2 separate regions of the Cricetulus griseus genome follow, and region 1 is linked to region 2. The links are chromatin contacts, called in public Micro-C maps. All regions are on one chromosome and are shown on one strand. The core of a region is the stretch at or near the end of the contact, and the rest is flanking DNA. Distances in the headings are between cores, read along the strand shown. Region 1 holds the start of Susd6 (sushi domain-containing protein 6). Region 2 has its middle 61 kb from the start of Srsf5.

Region 1 (2,700 bases), core at 53-2,552, 110 kb after region 2:
GTGTGTGTGTGTGTGTGTGTGTGTGTAGAATTCCCAGAACACAAAAGTAAGTCTGTGTGTGTGTGTGTGTGTGTGTGTGTGTGTGTGTTGTGTGTGAATTCCCAGAACACAAAAGTAAGTCTGTGTGTGTGTGTGTGTGTGTGTGTGTGTGTGTGTGTGTGTCTTCTTTTTAACTCAAGGGCTTCTAACAGCAAAACGTTGTGAGGAGTGGAAAGACACTGCAAATCGACCCATGGCTTAACTGAACTGGAAAACGTCCCTGCACCTCTCTCTGTACACAGCACTTCAAATCCCAGTCAGCTCAGCAAAAGCAACAAAGGGCAGCGTAATGCCTTGTCACCATAGAAGTGTGTGACAACTTTAGGCCTCTGCGGAGCCCTGAGGTTCCTAATGAACTTGAGGACTCTTTTCCCAAGTCTTGCTGTCTTCCCAATTCCGTTACAGGTTTTTAAGTTTTTCCACCACGGTGGCTGCACAACCACAACCGCGAGGGACCGTCAGACTCACAAATATTTATGATTTTAGTTAGGACTCAAAAAGAAAGTCTACATGTAGTCACGTTTAAAACAAAACAAAACAAAACAGGAAGTGGCTTCGGCGAGTTTCAGCCCACATAATAAGAAACTTTCTGCGACTGAAGAGGCGACAAGGCGCCGGGGCTCCAGAGAGCTCACGCGCACACGCGAGCGGCTGCAAGATTTCCTCGGGAAATCCACCTCGGCCAAGCCCGTCCCGTCCCGCAACGCCGGGCCGCGCGGATTCGCTGGGCGCGAGGGCCAGAGCGGCCACAACGAGGGCCTCCGCCCGCCGCGGATCCTCGGGTTCCCGGCACCGCACAGCCAGCCACGCCGCCGCCCTAAGAGCGGCCGGGCCCGGCTACCGGAGCGCGCCCCGAGCCGCTGACACGGGCCAGAGCGAGAGCAGGCGGCCGCGCTGAGGCCCGCGTCCCTGCGGAGGTGCGTGCCCGCCCGTGCCCTGACAACCAGACCCGCGCGCCGCTGACACAAAGCCGGCCCTCCGGCCCGGGCGGCAGTGACAACTCACCCGGGAGTCGCGCCGAGACCTCCGGGAAGGGGGCGCTCGCAGCCCCCGCGCCGCAGAACCCGCTCGCTCCGCCGCTGCGCGCGCCCTCCTGCACTCCCTGTCGGGTCCCCGCGACGCCTCGCGTGCCCTGGACTGGCTCGTGCCGTCGGGCGCTACGGGAGGAGCAGGAGGCGAGCGGCGGCCGGCTTCGGAGGATGGAACGCGGCGTCCGCTGCGCCAGCGTCACTGGCCCAGCTGTACAGGGCGGGCGGGGAGGCCCCGCGGAGGGCGGGGGGAAGGGAAGGGCCCGGGCCTGGGCGGGGCCAGACGCGCACGCAACAAGCGCCGGCGTCGCGTCGCTGCGACCGCCCCGCGGAGTCGCGCGCACGCGCCGCCGACCTTGTCTGACACGCCCCTGGGGGGGGGGAAATGGTGTGTGTGTGGGGGGGGAGCCTTAAAGAGACAGTAGCTCTGACCTCACTGGCTGTAATGTAAACACTAGTTGGCCGCCTTTCCCGGGCGCTCTCCAGTTGTCTTACTGTATTGTTTGGTTATTATTTGGCTGTTTTAATTACTGTCATTTGCAAAGAAGTACACATTGCTGTTTAAGAGGCTCTGTCGCACACGTTGCCTGACCTATCTCTGAAGCAGGTTATTATCTCCCTATTAAGCAGTATTCTAGGTTATGGTCTGTAACTTAACTATCTCAAAAGTGCCCCGAGGGGTTAGGTAGGTGTGGAAATGTAGATCCAGACATTTTGAGTCTATAAAGCTGGCATGGACTACCGGAATCTTTTTAATGGGTGTTCCAAAGTGCTGTTTCTGCACACTCAAAAGCACCTGGTTCCGGCAAGGTCTGGGGAACCCGGAGCTGTAGGCATGGCCCCTAGCTTTGCTCTGCTATCGAGCCCTTCTCAAGTGACCAAACTATATTGGCCTGCGGCATCCATCTAACAGTGACCTCTCACTGCAGAGGGGTGGCCACGTGATAGTGGAAACTGTGGCTCTTCGTGCCCACATCCTTGTACTTGACCTGTCTCAGAAGTGCTGGATGAATGTTGAGATACTCCTTCCTGAAAATCAGTGGCTCATAAATCAGTCAGGCATTTTAGTTGCCCTTTTCTTTTTTTATAAGCAGGTGCCCTACCTAGCTCCACTGGGAGGGAGGTGTTTTTGTTTCTTTTGCCAGATGCCCTTTGAACAAAGCTACACCTCAGGCCTTTCACCTAGAAAGCTTTCAATAAAGGTGCTGTGAACTACCACCACCACAACACACCCACCCTCTAGAGAGTTCTTCCTCTTGGGCCTCAGAAACCCTTGACGTGTTTCTACCTCCCTCCCGCCACCCCGGGGAAAATGGACACCCGGAATCCTGCTCATTCACCCACCCTAATGGAGCTGCACTGCCCAGACCATTAAAGGGTTGAAATACATCAGCCTGTAATTTCAGCACTTAGGAAGGAGGCTGAGGCAGGAGGATTCCAAATACGAGGCCAGCCTCAGTCACAAAGCAAGAACCTGTCTCAAAAAAGAAAGAAAGAAAGAAAGAAAGAAAGAAAGAAAGAAAGAAAGAAAGGATGACAAACGCTGTAGGACTGTAGCAAGCTTGCTGAAACGTGTGGTCCTAGCAGGAGTACCCAAGAGACAAAGAGAAATGAAGCCGAGGAAAGAGTAGAG
Region 2 (2,700 bases), core at 153-2,652:
GATTTGCCTGCCTCAGCCTCCTGAGTGCCTGGATTAAAGATCACCATCACAGGAGTGATCAGATGATCAGATTTTTTTTTTTTTTTCAAAACTTTTCTCTTTCCTCTATGGCCTATCTATCACAAAGATCTGTAGTGTCTACCTCTAAAGAAAGCCTGGCCATTGCTCCTAGCATCCCTGCCACCCTTGGGTTCAGGCTATCACATTTCTTATGGGAACAAGTCCTCCACTCCTCTGGTAGTTTGCAGACCAGCCTTGGCATCTCCTATGTGCTTGATAGAAATGCAGAATCCCTACCCCACCCCAGTCCTTCTGAATCAGGACCTGCTTTTGAACAAACTCCCAAATAAACCGGTGCCTTGGCAGGGCTGAGGTCTTTCCTCACCCACACTCACCCTTCTCCATCCATTTCAACACAGGAGGACATTTGGAGAATACATGATGTCATAGCCCTTCTTCCGACCCCCTCCTCCCCCACCTCCCAAGTCCCACCACAGCACTCTGTGACTCTCAGGTGATACTCAGGTACATAGTCAGCCTCCGAGCACGGGCTGCTGCTTGAGTACCAGCTCACTCCTCTCCTCTCCTCTGAGATACGTGCCCCCTCCTATTTCACGGTATCTAGTATACTGGTCTCACAAGCCAGGGCCTTGGGCTCAGGCTTCCATTCAGTGAGAAGTAAATTTCTGTTCTTTATAAATCACCCTGGTCTAAAGGACTGTGTCACAGCAACGGAAACAGACTAAGACGATAGAGTGTATGTCATAATCATTCTTAATTGAGATTATTTTAAATAAAACAATTTTATTTAAAAACAATCATAGCTAGACAGTGGTACCATGTGCCTTTTACCCCAGCACTTGGGAGGCAGAAGCAGGTGGATATCTGTGAGTTTGAGGCCAGCCTGGTCTACAGAGTGAGTTCTAGGACAGCCAAAACTACACAGAAACCCTGTCTCAGAAAACAAACAAATAAATATAATCATACACTTACAGAAAGCTTCCTGGACCATGTGGCTGACCTGCTCCAAATATTATGTGTTTATTAAAATGGAGGATGTGCTGCTTCTCTGTAACACAGCCATTAAATCTAGAACTCCTCAGTGGCACAGACCATCCAGCCTTCACATCCCACGGAGTGCTCTCCTTACCTAGCTAATGCCAAAGGATTTAAAGTTCCAGCTATCATTCTCTCAAGGAATCTTGTCCTGAGTGGCCTGAACACCCGTCTCAAGACAGGGACTGTGTTGATCTCATTCCCTTCTGGTGTCCTTATGCTTCACAGAGTTTGTTCAGAGTTCATGTTCCGTGCTCATTTGGTATTAACACATTTGGTAATTACCATGCGTCAGAGCTGGCCCACAAGAATCTAAGTGCGTGTGCTTCCAGGAATACCATGACTCTCCATCCCAGGAATGTAAATATGTAGTAAGCTTGCATCAGACCTTGTAAAATACTGGGTTCTGCCTCCCGCTCCGTCCTTGCTGGTAGATTGTCCCTTACATCCCTTCCATCCTCCCCGCCCTACAAATCTCACCACCTCTGCTTCCCCTGGAAACAAGCTTTCATCATCCCCAGGAACAATGTGATGGGCCATCTTCTGAGTCCTGGTCACAGCTTGAGTCCTACATGCCTTGGCTCTTTGTATGGGCTCCCAGATTGCTTTCTCATAGACCAAAACCAGCTCGCTGCCATGCTGCTCCTTCTGTTTCTTCTTGCCTTAGAGTTGTAATCCTTCTGACCCCTTTGTCTGTGTATCTTTTTCTCTCCCCATATGGTCATTCATGAATCTCAGGCCTTTCAGCCAAGATGGCCTGGGGTGTGTGTGTCTGTATGTAATTGTAAGTATACATTTACATATGTTCTTCAAGTAGTTTATTGAACATGTGTTACATTCTCTTGCTTCAAAACTCCTAAGTGCAAGAGGGTCTAGGACTAGAGAAATGGCTCGACAGTTACAAGCACGTACTATCTTCCAGAGGACCCAAGTTCAGTTCCCAGAGCCCACATTAGGTAGCTCACAACTGCCTGTGACTCTAGCTCCAGGGAATCTGGTGCCTGTGGCCTCTTTGGGCACCTGCTTTCAAGTGTATGCATGCACACTCTTGCTTACACACACACACACACACACACACACACACTTAAAAAATAAATCTTCTGAAGGGTCTTGATTAGAAGATGACCCCCCCTCCCACATAGCTCTCCCAGGCTCCAGCACTGTTCCTCAGAGGCACTCAGCGCTTCTAGTACTATACATGCAGGATGCTCTTGACTCTACGGTTATCTGTGCGCAGGAAAATATGCATGCTGATAAATTCTTTTCCATCTCTTTGCCAAAAAAGAAAAGATAGCAGCATATGTACTCCATTCGGCACCTGGCTTTTCTCAGACCACAATATGTTCTGTAGATTGCCTCTTAAGTAATGTTTGTTTTGTTTTTTCAAGGCAGGGTTTCTCTGTGTAGCTTTGGCTGGCCTGAAACTCACTCTATAGATCAGGCTGGCCTTGAACTCAGAGATCTGCCTGCCCCTGCCTCTCAAATGCTGGGATTAAAGACTTGCACCACCACCAGCTTTTTTTTTCTTAATTTTAGTCCCCCTCTCCAGGTATTCATTGTATATTTGAAATGCTGGATTATTTAAATAGACAAGGCTGATAACTTTGGCTTACATTCACATTTTTGCTTTACTAAATAGTTGCA

What was found. Hi-C and Micro-C count contacts between places; a contact is called where the count stands out from the background.
Region 1: a Micro-C map of the CHO-K1 cell line shows a contact between it and region 2, with 4 times the contacts expected there. The contact joins the promoter of Susd6 here to the enhancer-like site in region 2. A contact is called at or near these places in 6 of 8 Hi-C or Micro-C datasets (the CHK-Q cell line, the CHL-YN cell line, the CHO-K1 cell line and 2 more).

Annotation. Positions count from the first base shown.
Region 1 is chr5:122,848,686-122,851,385 of CriGri-PICRH-1.0, forward strand. Susd6 (sushi domain-containing protein 6) reads right to left here and starts at 1,303. Exons shown (of 7, transcript XM_035444948.1): 1 at 1,045-1,303.
Region 2 is chr5:122,740,464-122,743,163 of CriGri-PICRH-1.0, forward strand. No RefSeq gene overlaps it. Among named protein-coding and RNA genes, the nearest start is that of Srsf5, 61 kb to the left of the region's middle. Within about 2 kb of position 1,403, at least 2 of the 6 cell types and tissues checked have open chromatin away from gene starts, as enhancers often do. A contact at or near this core is called in the CHO-K1 cell line and fibroblasts, where this site is marked.